Regions from separate parts of the Mus musculus genome. Here region 2 is linked to region 1. A link is a contact called in public Hi-C data. All regions are on one chromosome and are shown on one strand. The core of a region is the stretch at or near the end of the contact, and the rest is flanking DNA. Distances in the headings are between cores, read along the strand shown.

The links. A called contact is a pair of places that touch in the nucleus more often than the background predicts.
Region 2: a contact with region 1 is called in a Hi-C map of the G1E-ER4 cell line, with 4 times the contacts expected there. The contact joins the enhancer-like site here to the promoter of Eif2d in region 1. A contact is called at or near these places in 30 of 39 promoter capture datasets (the 3T3-L1 cell line, 3T3-L1-derived adipocytes, the C10 cell line and 20 more), 10 of 15 datasets of contacts at CTCF or cohesin (CD8 T cells, the G1E-ER4 cell line, the NIH/3T3 cell line and 6 more), 252 of 484 Hi-C or Micro-C datasets (the 3T3-L1 cell line, 3T3-L1-derived adipocytes, the 4T1 cell line and 125 more), 35 of 115 datasets of contacts at active chromatin or transcription factors (CD8 T cells, the HPC-7 cell line, Th17 cells and 19 more) and 5 of 9 other capture datasets (adipose tissue, embryonic stem cells, liver and 2 more).

The regions. Positions count from the first base shown.
Region 1 is chr1:131,151,366-131,157,611 of GRCm38.p6, reverse strand. It overlaps Eif2d (eukaryotic translation initiation factor 2D), which reads right to left and starts at 4,405. Exons shown (of 15, transcript NM_001136070.1): 1 at 4,187-4,405; 2 at 3,193-3,383; 3 at 2,361-2,444; 4 at 1,889-1,979. The coding sequence starts at 4,242.
Region 2 is chr1:131,113,486-131,120,296 of GRCm38.p6, reverse strand. Gm51643 (a long non-coding RNA gene) reads right to left here. Exons shown (of 2, transcript XR_003947991.1): 2 at 4,390-4,747. Among named protein-coding and RNA genes, the nearest start is that of Gm51643, 4.1 kb to the right of the region's middle. Within about 2 kb of position 1,611, at least 42 of the 459 cell types and tissues checked have an H3K27ac peak or open chromatin away from gene starts, as enhancers often do. A contact at or near this core is called in the 4T1 cell line, the Ba/F3 cell line, the G1E-ER4 cell line and 4 more, where this site is marked.

The DNA.
Region 1 (6,246 bases), core at 3,156-5,655:
GCTCAGAGTCAGCTATTGGATGGATCACAGAGCCCACGTATATACCACTTCCATTTGATAATAGACTGCTGCTGTGCGCGTCCCACTTTATGACTTGCAGGGTCTGATAGTACCCAGCTCATGATGGGTAGTTCAGGTCGCATAGTAACTTGGTGTCCTATTGTCAAACGTTCAGTTTCCACTAAGGCCCAATAGCAGGCCAAGAGCTGTTTTTCAAAGGGAGAATAGTTGTCTGCAGATGATGGTAGAGCTTTGCTCCAAAATCCCAAAGGTCTTTTCTGTGATTCACCTACAGGGGCCTGCCAGAGGCTCCAAACAGCATCTCTATCAGCCACAGACACCTCAAGTACCATTGGGTCTGCTGGGTCATATGGTCCAAGTGGTAGAGCAGCCTGCACAGCAGCCTGGACCTGTTGAAGGGCCTTCTCCTGTTCCAGGCCCCACACAAAGCTAGCAGCTTTCGGAGTCACTTGGTAAATAGGCCTAAGTAACACACCCAAGTGAGGGATGTGTTGTCTCCAGAATCCAAATAGACCCACTAAACGTTGTGCTTCTTTCTTGGTTGTAGGAGGGGCCAGGTGCAATAACTTATCTTTCACCTTAGAAGGAATATCTCTGCATGCCCCACACCACTGGACTCCTAAGAATTTCACTGAGGTAGATGGTCCTTGAATTTTGGTTGGATTTATTTCCCATCCTCTGATACGCATATGTGTTACCAATGAGTCCAAAGTGGTTGCTACTTCCTGCTCATTTGGTCCAATCAGCATAATGTCATCAATATAGTGCACCAATGTGATATTTTGTGGAAGATCCAAACGATCAAGATCCCTTCTAACTAAATTATGACACAGGGCAGGAGAGTTAATATATCCTTGAGGCAAAACTGTGAAGGTATACTGTTGGCCTTGCCAACTGAAAGCAAATTGCTTCTGGTGGTCCTTATGGACAGGTACTGAGAAGAAGGCATTTGCCAGATCAATAGCCGCATACCAGGTGCCAGGAGATGTGTTAAAGGACCCAAGGAGCTAAAGGGGTCTGCAACCCTATACGTGGAACAACAATATGAACTAACCAGTACTCCCAAGAGCTCGTGTCTCTAGCTGCATATGTATCAGAAGATGGCCTAGGCGGCCATCATTGGAAAGAGAGGCCCATTGGTCTTACAAACTTTATATGCCTCAGTACAGGGGAACGCCAGGGCCAAGAAGTGGGAGTGGGTGGGTGGGTGGGGGGAAGGGTATGGGGGACTTTTGGGATAGCATTGGAAATGTAAATGAAGAAAATACCTAATTAAAAGAAAGAAAGAAAGAAAGAAAGAAAGAAAGAAAGGAAGAAGAGAAGAGAAGAGAAGAGAAGAGAAGAGAAGAGAAAAGAAAAGAAAAGAAAAGAAAAGAAAAGAAAAGAGCTAAGCACACTGTGGTACTGTATGTAGTAGACTGGACCCTTGAATGGAAAAAGTACTCACAACAAAACAAAACAACAACCAAACCAAGAAAGGCTTGTGTATGTTCCAGCATTGTCCCAGTTTAGGACAGGAAAATACTCCTTAGCTGTGGTAACTACGATGGGTCCCTGCAGAATGCTGGAAATCCTGGTGTGTACCCAACTGCACTCTCTCTTACAATCTTCTATAAATCTAAAGTTATCTCTAAAGTAAGCTTTAAACATTCAGCAGCAGCAAACATCTTATGCTTATAAGATTTGTAGCCTCTCCAGAGGTTTGTGCCAGCCACTAAGGGCCCACTATCTGCTCCAGAGAAACTATTTTTTCTTTCAGTTCTTGGTCTATGTGCTTTGGAAGTGGTCATTTTCCTCCCTTTTACCTCTTTTCACCACACACACACACACACACACACACATCCCACACAAAAGTCTGACACAGTACCTGTTCCCCACCAAGGCAATGGCACAGAGGTCGCCTTGCTGTACTTGAGGAAGACCAGTAGGGGGCACCACTACCCCTGGCAGCATCAAATCTGTTGCAAATAGAATTTAATGTCATTTTCATTTTTAACTTTATCATACATGTGTCAAAGAAACATGTATCAATTACATTATTCATGGTGAACATGGCAACTTGAGAATCAACCCTCCATTTCAGGTCTCACAAATGAGAGACCAAGTTCTACGTGCTAAAGTTCCTGAATGATTTAAAGTCCAGCACGGGGCAGATCACAAACTGAGAATCAGAGATGTCCAGGAAACTCAGAAACATTGGAAGAATAACACAAAGACATACACACCAGAAGTGGATACAGTTTTACATAAAAACACAAGAAATGAGTAGCCTTATAAGGTGGCAGATAATTACTGAAGAGATTTCAAGCAATAACTGGAATATAGAAAAGTTCTCTTACCTGCTCCCCCGACCAGTTTTTCCAATACCAGAGGCCATGTTATAAAAGTTGGTAGAATATCCGGATAGGCCCACAGTGTGTACACTGTACCAAGAGACCCAGGAAATACTTATTAACAAACACTCTCTGCTGGAGATCTAGAAATGCCAAGCACTGTGCTCACTTTAACTAGAATTCAGAAAGAAAAATAAAACATGTCGGGCAGTGGTGGGGCACACCTTTAATCCCAGCACTTGGGAGGCAGAGGCAGGCGGATTTCTCAGTTTGAGGCCAGCCTGGTCTACAGAGTGAGTTCCAGGACAGCCAAGACTACACAGAGAAACCCTGTCTTAAAAAAAGAGAGAGAGAGAGACTCTAACTAGGAAAACCCACTATGAAGCAGCTCAGGGGAAGTGTGTGACTGACACAGCTTAGTCCTGAGCGTACATTTTCTCCACTGTGTTAAGAAAAAGCCTTTTACAGATGGTTTACGCCATATTTTCTTTACATGCTCTAAAATTCCACCTTTGGCAACACTTCAGCACTCTTCCCAATACCCCCAGCTCCTTTCTCTCAGAACTTTGCACTGCCATTTTTCCATGTGTTTTGGGTTTTTTTTGGGGGGGGGGCCGGGGGTTTCGTTTGTTTCTTATCCCTCTTACGGTGAAAAGGTCAATTCTGGAAACACTAGGTCCCAGAAGATCCTTAGGAATAGTATTGGGAAATTCTGTGTTTATTTCATTTGAAAAGGTATGTTTATGGGGGAAAACAAAAACAAATATCACACCAAATCAACAGAGAATAACGTGTTTCACCAGGGCTGCAGTCTGGGCATTTCATCTGGTTACCATACCTGTTGGATACAAATTTTTCTCCAGTTCAAATAGGATGGGGTTACCACCACTCGTGTACACAGTCACCGAATCCCCTTTGTGAACATACAACTTCACAACATTTAGCTCTTCCTTTCCAGGTATCAATTCAGAGATCTGATCTGTTCCCAGGGCAGGGAAAGCAGCTGTCACATCGGCCCGGAGCTTTCTCCTGCAGAAAGCACACCAGCACGATGCACATTAATAAATACAGACATTCAGAATGACTATACAAATCATAAAGACTGAAGAAAGACTGCCTGGTTCGTGATGCCCCCTTCTCAGCTTTTCCAAATCCTATTATCTGTCTTATTCATTATTCTCAAGACCTCCTGGGCATATTATTCCATCGGAACACCTATTTTCACTAAGCAACCAAAGTTAGTCTTTAGAAAGTCATTGGAAACACAGATGACCTCACATGCTGTCCCCACTCCTGTCTTAGACTGGTTGGCAATCTGTCAACCTCTCATTAAAAGGCTACTATGGCACCAAGAATGATACCTAAAGAAAGCTGGCTCCAAAATCCCTGCGGAGCTATCCGTGTCTACGACACTGACTTAAAAAGGAGAGTTAACATCTCTCCTTACCACAGCTTTCTTAGGCTCTGCCACCTCAGGGCACGGACCTCTCCGACACCAGTCTCTCCGGCCAGGAATAATCGTTTAGGCGTTTCCCCCCCCCCCCCTATACTTTTAGTTTTGGTACACCATCTGAGTTCTCCCATGGACTCTAAACTCCATGGAGGACTTATATTCCCTCATTTTACATCTCCCACAAAACCTAGCTTGAGCCCAGTACACGCTAACTCAACTTTATTGTCCAAAAGACCAGCTGGAAGATAAAAAGAGACACCCCCACACCTTATCCTCAAAAATGTTTCTAACACCCCTGCTTGGCTCCCTGGGGTCTCTATGTGCAGCCCTACAAGTGTAGGAGCCTCGCTAGGCTAAGCAAAAGTATTCTCTCCCTCACCTGTCCGAGCCCTTGATGGCTGTGTTGGACTTGACCCGAAAGGCCTTAGCGAACATGTCTGCTGGAGTAGCTCAGGAAAGACAAGAAGAGCACAGACGCCAGGGGCGGTCAACAAAACGAAGGAGTGGCGGCTCCCGGACCCTCAACCCTGGAGGCAGCCATGCTGAGACTCGGCGCCAAAAAACAGCCTGCTAGGAACCCGGCCCTAGCCCTGATGCTGGCCCGGAACTGACGCAGCGCCAGGTGGGGAGGGGCGGGACAGACTCCGGAACTTCCGCTCCCGCTCTTCCACTTGGAACCGGGTGTACCTAGGAGCCTGCGGGTCTGTAGTTAGGGACGCCAGTTGTGCAAACAACGTCTTAGTTCTATTCTTTCTGCTCCATCCGCTTTAGATACGGCGTTGAGAAGAAACTGCCTGATTGCAGTCTATTCGACATGCGTCAAGTCCACAAAATGAACTGAGTTCATATTTTATTTTTTGAATTCATATATTATTAAACTTGCAGGTTTCATTGAATGCTGGTTCGCCCTCTTTTTAAAAATGCTTTTAAATGCTTAAAGGCTTTTATTTATCCATATCTTTATATGGTATTACAAACTAAAGGCTTCAGCTAGGATTTTTTTTTTTTTCCTCCTTGACGTTTAATTTGCACGCTGTAATAATAGCAGCAACAAGGAATACACTCCACCCTGGATTCGGTTTTGCCCAGGCTACTAGTAACAAAGTTCAATAACAAAGATGGGGCTTCCCTCAGAGAAACAACTGTGTACTCTACGGACAAGGATTTAAACTTAGGTTTAAATTAAACTTAAACCTAGGTTGCTTATGTTCTATTAAACTAGCGTTTGCATATCAGCTCTTCGGAGCAGAGTGCCCTTTCACTAACCGTAACCATTATCATAGTCGTCGTCATCATCATCATCATCCTAGTTGCTAAACTAATTTCACATTGATTGTCCAAAGTGCCTGGCAATCTCTACCTGTCATATACTAGGGCCTAGTTGCTAGCCTCAACTTCTACACCTCTGAGCCTCCAGACTTTTATTAGAAGCACCTCACCCCAAACCAAAGGCAGAGGAGCCTAGAGGAAAGCATTACCTGCAGACTCCTGTTCCTTGGACTGCTATGAAGTCACATTTAGGATATGTACCACCGAGTGTTTGTGGTCTGGAGAACTGAAGAAAATTTTAGGGGAATACTAGACATTTCAAACTGGGGAAACTATTGTAGATCCGAAGATGTCGATTGCCTTCCTAGAAATTAATGGCCAATAAGTAGGAGCCAAGATTCAGAGACATAGGCACTGCCACACCCAGTCTCTCCTAATCAAGAGCATAAATCCATACATGCTGGTTAGTTCTTTTGTGGAATTGACAAAAGCTAGAGTCATCTGAGGAGTGGGAGCCTCAGTGGAGACAATGCCTCCGTGGGAGACTGAGCTGTAGGCAAGTCTGTAGGGCATTTTGACTAAGGATTGGTGTAGAAAGGTCTAGCCCATTGTGGGTGGTGCCATCCCTGGGCAGGTGGTCCTAAGTTGTGTTAGAAAGCCAGCTGATCAAGCCAGTATGCAGCAGTTCCCCTATGGTTTCTGCTGCATTTCCTACCCTAACCTCCCTCAGTGTTGGACCTCTTACTGGAATGTATAAGCCAAATAAGCCCTTACCTCCTGGCTTAGGGTTTCTATTCCTGCACAAAAAGCATGACCAAGAAGCAAGTTGGGGAGGAAAGGGTTTATTCATCTTATACTTCCACATTGCTGTTTATCATCAAAGGAAGTCAGGACTGGAAGTCAAGCAGGTCAGGAAGCAGGAAATGACACAGAAGCCATGGAGGGATGTTACTGGCTTGCTTCCCCTGGCTTGCTCAGCAGACTCTCTTATAGAACCCAAGACTACCAGCCCAGGGATGGCACCACCCACAAGTGGCCCTCCCACCTTGATCACTCATTGAGAAAATAACTTATAGCTGGATCTCATGGAGGCATTTCCTCAAGGGAGGCTCCTTTCTCTGTGATAACTACAGCTGTGTCAAGTTGACACAAAACTAGCCAGTACACCTC
Region 2 (6,811 bases), core at 362-2,861, 35 kb after region 1:
TCCTCCTGGCAAGAGCCACGCACCTCAGGAATGCCAGCATGCTGTGCGTTGCCCTGCACGCGGTGGGTTGGCTGGATAGTGGCTGGAGGTCTCGGAGAGACAGAGAAGCTGCTCTCTACAGGGTGATGAGCCTTATGGAACGGAAGGCCGAGAGCAAGGGGGCAGTGCTGCAGTAGATTCAAGGAGCCATGGCTAGGGCTGGCGAGATGGCTCAGCGGGTAATAGCTCTGACTGCACATCTGAAGGTCCCGATCTCAAGTCCCAGCAACCACATGGTGGCTCACGACCATTTGTAATGGGATCTGACACCCTCTTCTGGTGTGTCTGAAGACAGCTAAGGTGTACATATATATATATATATGTATATATATGTGTGTGTGTGTGTGTGTGTGTGTGTGTGTATTTTTTAAAGGAGCCATGGCTAGCACAGAGGTCACGCATGAAAAGTCAGGGCCCATTGTCCAGTTCCTTACCAGAAGGTTGGATTTTTCAAGTTAGACTGGGCCTTCGCCCCACTTTCCCATCAAAAATCCAAACAAAACAAATGTAACGGTCAAATCCCTGATGTTTGCATATGTATCTGGCAAGGAAAGTATTGAAGGAGAGGAAAAGAATAATTTGATATTTTAGGAACTATTCTAACACTTCATGGAGATTGTGTCTAAGGCTAGGGACAAATGCCTGTTTTCTTGAGTTGGAGATTTAAGGGTTAAGTGGAGGTCTGGGACATAGGCAGACTGAGGGACACGAGGTCCTGGGGTATAATCAATAAACTTGTCAGAGGCAAGGGAGGGCCCATGGATGGTATGGAGCAGGTTATGTGGAGTCTGTGGAATGGAGCTGGGTAGAGTGTGGAAGATGCCCTGTAGATACTGGGCCTAATCCCTAAGAGGGGGCAGCTCAGAGACTATAGAATGTGGACCAGGATAGGAAACCCTTAAGGAATAGTGAAGGGGCTGGAGGGGTGACAGCTGGTGACTTGCTGCTCTCAAAGAGGAACAGAGTTCTCCTCCTGGCACCTGTGTTGGCATCCACATTGGGTGGCTCACGTTGGCTTATAATGCCAGGGGCCTGACTCCCTCTTCTGGTCTTCTCTGGCACTGACACACAAATGCATGTACCTGTGTGTGTACAGTGTTTGAGTGTGTCCACAGATACACACACACACATAGATAGAAATAAGATAAATCTTAAAAAAAATAGGCACCCTGATGCGCCCAAGGGCCAAGCACATAAGGAAGAGAGAGAGTTTGTTGGAATCCTGAGGAGCCCTGGCTGTGGGTGAGGATGTAAGAGAGGGCTGCCCACTCGCCAAAGCTTCACTCTGGTGGAGGAAGGAGGCCCTGCCGTCTTTGGGCTGTGTGGGGACCCAGAAGAATAAAGAACCCGATTTCACTTTCTCTCATCTTCACGCAACAGTAAGAATTCACTGGATTCATAAGCCTGGGAAGTTCAGCTCCATGGGCTGAACACACCTCCCACTCGCAGCAAGCCCTTATCCCACGTAGGCATAGAAGTCGGATGTGTTTGATAAGGTCTAATATTAGTCTGAGCAAACTTTTAGAAAACCACAGAGGCGGGAGTGACTAATAGCCTCAGGCAGGTGACTGCCGAGTAGTGCCCTTAACGAGAAGGATTTGTCATGCAAGGAAGGGAATTCCTGACACACAACTTGAAATGTGTAGGAACAGCAAAAAGCAAAAAAAAACGCTCCGGAGCTGCAGAGAAGGCTCAGGGTTTAAGAGGGTGTACTGTTCTTGCTGAGGACTGGTCTTCAATTCCTCGTGTCAGACAGCTCACAACCTCCTAAAACTCAAGTTCCGGTGCCTCTGGCCTCAGGGTCACCATCTCTCACGTGACTGTACACCCACAAAGACCCCCTCCCCAGTGTATGTGTGCAATTAAACCAAATAACAAAACTTTAAAAATGTGACAAAGAGTGGCCAGAGCAGAGGACGCAGGAGGAAGAGAAGCTGGAGAGGGGTTTAGCTTGCATCAAACAACATACCTCCAAGTAAGGAGCACGTCGGTTGTGCAGACAAGGAACCAGAGGGGGTCCTAACGTGGCAGTAGAGGGATGGCTTTTCCAATTCACTAGCAGGAAGCAATGTTTGCACAAGTACCATCCAGGACCTGGGATGGGATCCACCTCTCACCTCCCCATCCTCACTTCTACCACATACCCCACCTCTTACCCCCCCTCCTCACCTCTACCACACCTCCACCTCTCACCTCCCCATCCTCACTTCTACCACATACCCCACCTCTCTCTTCTCCCTCCTCACCTCTACCACACCCCCACCTCTCACCTCCCCATCCTCACCTCTACCACACCCCCCACCTCTCACCTCCCCATCCTCACCTCTACCACACCCCCCACCTCTCACCTCCCCATCCTCACCTCTACCACACCCCCCACCTCTCACCTCCCCTTCCTCACCTCTACCACACCCCCCACCTCTCACCTCCCCATCCTCACCTCTACCACACCCCCCACCTCTCACCTCCCCATCCTCACCTCTACCACACCCCCCACCTCTCACCTCCCCATCCTCACCTCTACCACACCCCACCTCTCACCTCCCCTTCCTCACCTCCTCTCTGCACAAACCTGTTGTCATCTAAAGCTCATCACAGCTCTGACTTGGCATCAAGCTGTCAAGGCTCACTGAGCTGAATGTGTCTCTGGTTCTAGGATGAGGTGGATCAAGAGCACCCAGGAAGCCTGTTTACTAGTCACTTTCAGGTACTATAGGAAAATGAGGGAGGCTGTGAACTTTATAAATGGGGGAGCTGTAAGTCAGGGAGCAGGGCAGTGTTGTATGTTGAGCTTCTGGCTGACACTCCTGGGTGAGTTAGCTCCATTACAGTTGTGACTTTGAGACAGAGAGATGTATTGATTAGACAGCACCTAGGGCCGAGGCTCGTCTTGCCTGTTCATAATGACCTCACACTAGACCAAATGAGGGGTTTGTGAAAGCAGCTGAAGACACAGCATCAGTGATCCAAGTGCACTCTCTCAAGGTCTCGGCGCCCGCCCGTTACCTTACTAGACTCGCAACACAGGAGGTGCCACACCTAAGCTGTATCTAAATCATAGCGTCCTTCCTCCAACTTTGGCCCCATCCTCAAACAGGACAACAGGAGAACCGGATGGACCCTGCCGAGGCAGGTGGGACTTGGGAGCTGATAATCCTAGAAACAGCATGCAGCTCCAGAGATTTTCAGTCTTCCTGGTGTTCTTTTCCAAACGTTGTGGCTATTCCCCCCAGGCCTGATAGCTGAAGAACACTAAAAATAGGCCAGCTCATTTCAATTTAATTAGCCATTCCTCTGAGATCGCCAGATGGAACGAAGCAAAGACAGATGCGCTGGGGGCATCAGAAGTGGGAGTCGGTTCTAAATGTGGTTTTTGTGAGCCCAGACAAAGGCACGCTGCAGCCTGCGGGGACCACAGTCTGGCTGTTGCTCCTAGGTGCTGGCCAGGCACTGGGGAGAGCTGGTGGGTGAGGAGGGTTGGTAGGGGGTCTGCGGCTGGGGCAGGGGCAGAGAAGAGGCTCCAGGCCTCGGGAAAGCAGGCTACTTCCTCCTCAGGCTCGAATGTGTGGTCCCTGTGGAGGCACCTGCTTGTCTAGCTCCCGTCTTAGGGGTCTGTGGACAGGAAACATCCCACAGCAAGAAAGGGTTGGGATTGCCGCCAAGTGAGGTGAGGACTCTATTTCTGGAGCCCTTAAGAGTGGGAGAAACTGCCAGTTCCCCGGGGTCAGATATTTTCCTTATCTGAAAACAGGGTGACGTGCACAAAGTAAAATCAGGCAGCTCTTGGACAAAAGGGGTGGTGGTGGTGGTGGTGTTAAAAGGCCCTTAGAGGGCTGGTGAGATGGCTCAGTGGGTAAGAGCACCCGACTGCTCTTCCGAAGGTCCAGAGTTCAAATCCCAGCAACCACATGGTGGCTCACAACCATCTGTAACAAGATCTGATGTCCTCTTCTGGAGTGTCTGAAGACAGCTGCAGTGTACTTACATATAATAAATAAATAAATCTTTAAAAAAAAAAAAAAAAAAAAAAAAAAAAAAGGCCCTTAGAACCCAGAATTTATGCCCTTAACCAGCGGCTTCATAGTGCATAAAAGACCAGCGGTGTGGAACAAGTGCTCCCCCTGGTGGTGCACATAGGGATAAGCTTACCAGACGCACTTCATTAGTTTATTCAGCCATTCTCTATGTGATACAGTTTGTTCCCAAAACTCCAAACAAACGAATATGAGCCTGATGTGTGAATTAAGGATCGATCTCAGCTCTTTCTAGTTTCCCCTCCCCCTTTCTTCCCTTCTTTTCCCCCTCCGCCCCTCATTGATGGTTAGTCCCAAGCCAAGGGCATTTTTCTCATTTTGCAGGCTCATGTGAGCTATGATTTCATTGACTCCAGGATGAAGGCTGTGTGTGTCACTTTTCCTTTTGGCTCTCCTCCAAGGAGAAGAAATGGCCTTTTGTAACACCTTCGTGCAGCTTAGCTGGAACCTGAAGAATTGCTAGATTCCATACCCATGCTCTGGGGAGGCTGGGAGGAAGGATATTAACCACTGACCGAGAGCTCTGCTTTTGGTCCTGATGCCAGGGAGTGGTCTTCTCTGCTCAAAGCCAGCATCTCTGGCATTCATGCCTGGTCCTGTACTCCATGCTCCTCCTGGGTGACAGCCTTCTTTCAACCCGATCACGCATTACTTTACCGGCTGTCCAAGGTTGGCTGTCAGGAAAGGACGAGGGACCTGGGATTGTGGCACATAAACTGTGAAGACACTCCAAGATGTCTGTGCCCACTTGCCATGGTTCTTACAACCACAGAGCCATCCTCATCCTGGAGGTTTGTCCTTAGACTTCTCACTAGATGGAATCCTGTATCTGCCAGATACTGGGTGCCATGGATGAGAAACAACCCTGTGGAACCAATTCATGTTCTCCTTTAGGTAGACACTCTGTGGCTGAGTTTCTTTTGTTTTTGAGCTTGCAGACCAAGGTCTAGCTATTGCTTTCAGGCACCAGAAATGGCAGAGAGTCCTCCCCTCTGCTCCTCTTCTTCCCCGTTTCCCTGCTCACTCCTCCTCCCCTCATCCTCCTGCCTCCTTTGTCTTCCCCCTTCCTTTTTCTTCCCTCCTCTCATTCTTCTCCCTCCCCTCCTTCCCACCCCTCTTCTCCTTCCCCACCCTCCCATACCTTCCTCCCCTCCTCCCCCTTTCCTCCTCCCCCTTCCTTCCCCCTCCCTCTTCATCTCCCCTTCTTTCCTCTCTCCCCTTTCTTAGTGTCCCCTCCCCCACCTTCCGTCCCATGCTCCCCCCCCCACTCCACTCCCCTCTCCAGTAGGCGTATGTTTGAAAGTAGAATTGCATAGTATATTACAAGTTTTAAAGCATTGACTTCAGGTTGTTGAGATGGCTTGTAGGTTAAGGCACTTGCTGCCAAACCTGACAACGTGAATTTGATCCCATCTATCCCATAGGATAGAAGGAGAGAATAGATCCCAGAAAGCTGTTTTCTAACTCCACATGTGTGCTGTGGCTCATGTATGTGCACCTGTGGCTTATGTATGTCCGTATTTGTATGCACACATACACACACACACAAGAAATAGATACAAATGTAATACAAATTTTAAAGTTAATTTTTGAGGTTACTTTCAACATTTTTTTCTTTTTTGCTATAGCAAAACATATAACATGAGCTTTATCGTTGTTTTACAGGGCACGAATCTGCCCTGAGTAGCACAGAGTTGTGCAGCTCTCAGGATGCCCTGTCTCTAGAAGTTTCATCTATTCTCCACAGAAACTGTACAAGGCCTGTCTTCAGCTTAAGTCTGTATGAGAAACTGCTGGAGTCACTCTGTAATTTCTTGGTGCCTTGAGCAGATAATTGGTGGCCACCACACCACACTCCAGGCTTCTCCAGATCCTAACAACAGGCAAGGCTGTGGCCTCTTCACTGTCCTGCAGTCACAACATCTGTAGGGGTCGATATCATCCCTTTCCACAGCAGAGCCACAGCTAATCTTTATACCCTAGCTCTGGGCCAGACAGAAATTTGCTACTCCATATAAAGGAGGGCATCTGTCTGTACAAATAGAGAGCTGTCCCCAGAAAAGAGACTCTGGCTGTCCTTGGTCATAAAGAGATGCCAAAGGGCATGCATTTGGAGCCAGAAAGATTTGGGTTCAAATGCTAATGTTGGCCCTTGCTAATCACTTGGCTTGTTTGGTTGTTTGGGTTAAGTCACAGATGGGGACACCTTATGGCACAGAGATTCTTTACTTTAGAGAAGGAAATTCAGTAGTACTAGGTCTTCCTTCCTCCCTTCCTCCATCCCTTCTTCCCTCCCTTCCTCTGAGAATACCAGAGACAGCTTGGTTTCCTTTCCTATTGGCTCCTTTTCTGGGGCATCAGTTCCTAAGAACTAAGAATGCTCCCCATTTTCTGAGCCATGACCTCATTTGTGTTGATTAAATATGAAAAAAAAAAAAGGTTTCTTTTCTGCTGGGTGGAGGTGTGGTTTGTTCATTGCTGTATTCTATTGAATTCCCCTGCCTCCTTCCCAGTCACTGGCATGACTATTTCTCTTACATTCTAAACGAAACCTCCCACATCTGTCTCCAGACTCATGAAAGGGGCAGAAGACATGATATTTAGATGTGCACCTGTCTTAGTCAGGGTTTCTATTCTTGCACAAACATCACGGCCAAGAAGCAGTTGGGGAGGAAAGGGTTTATTCGGCTTACACTTCCATACTGCTGTTCATCACCAAGGAATTCAGGACTGGAACT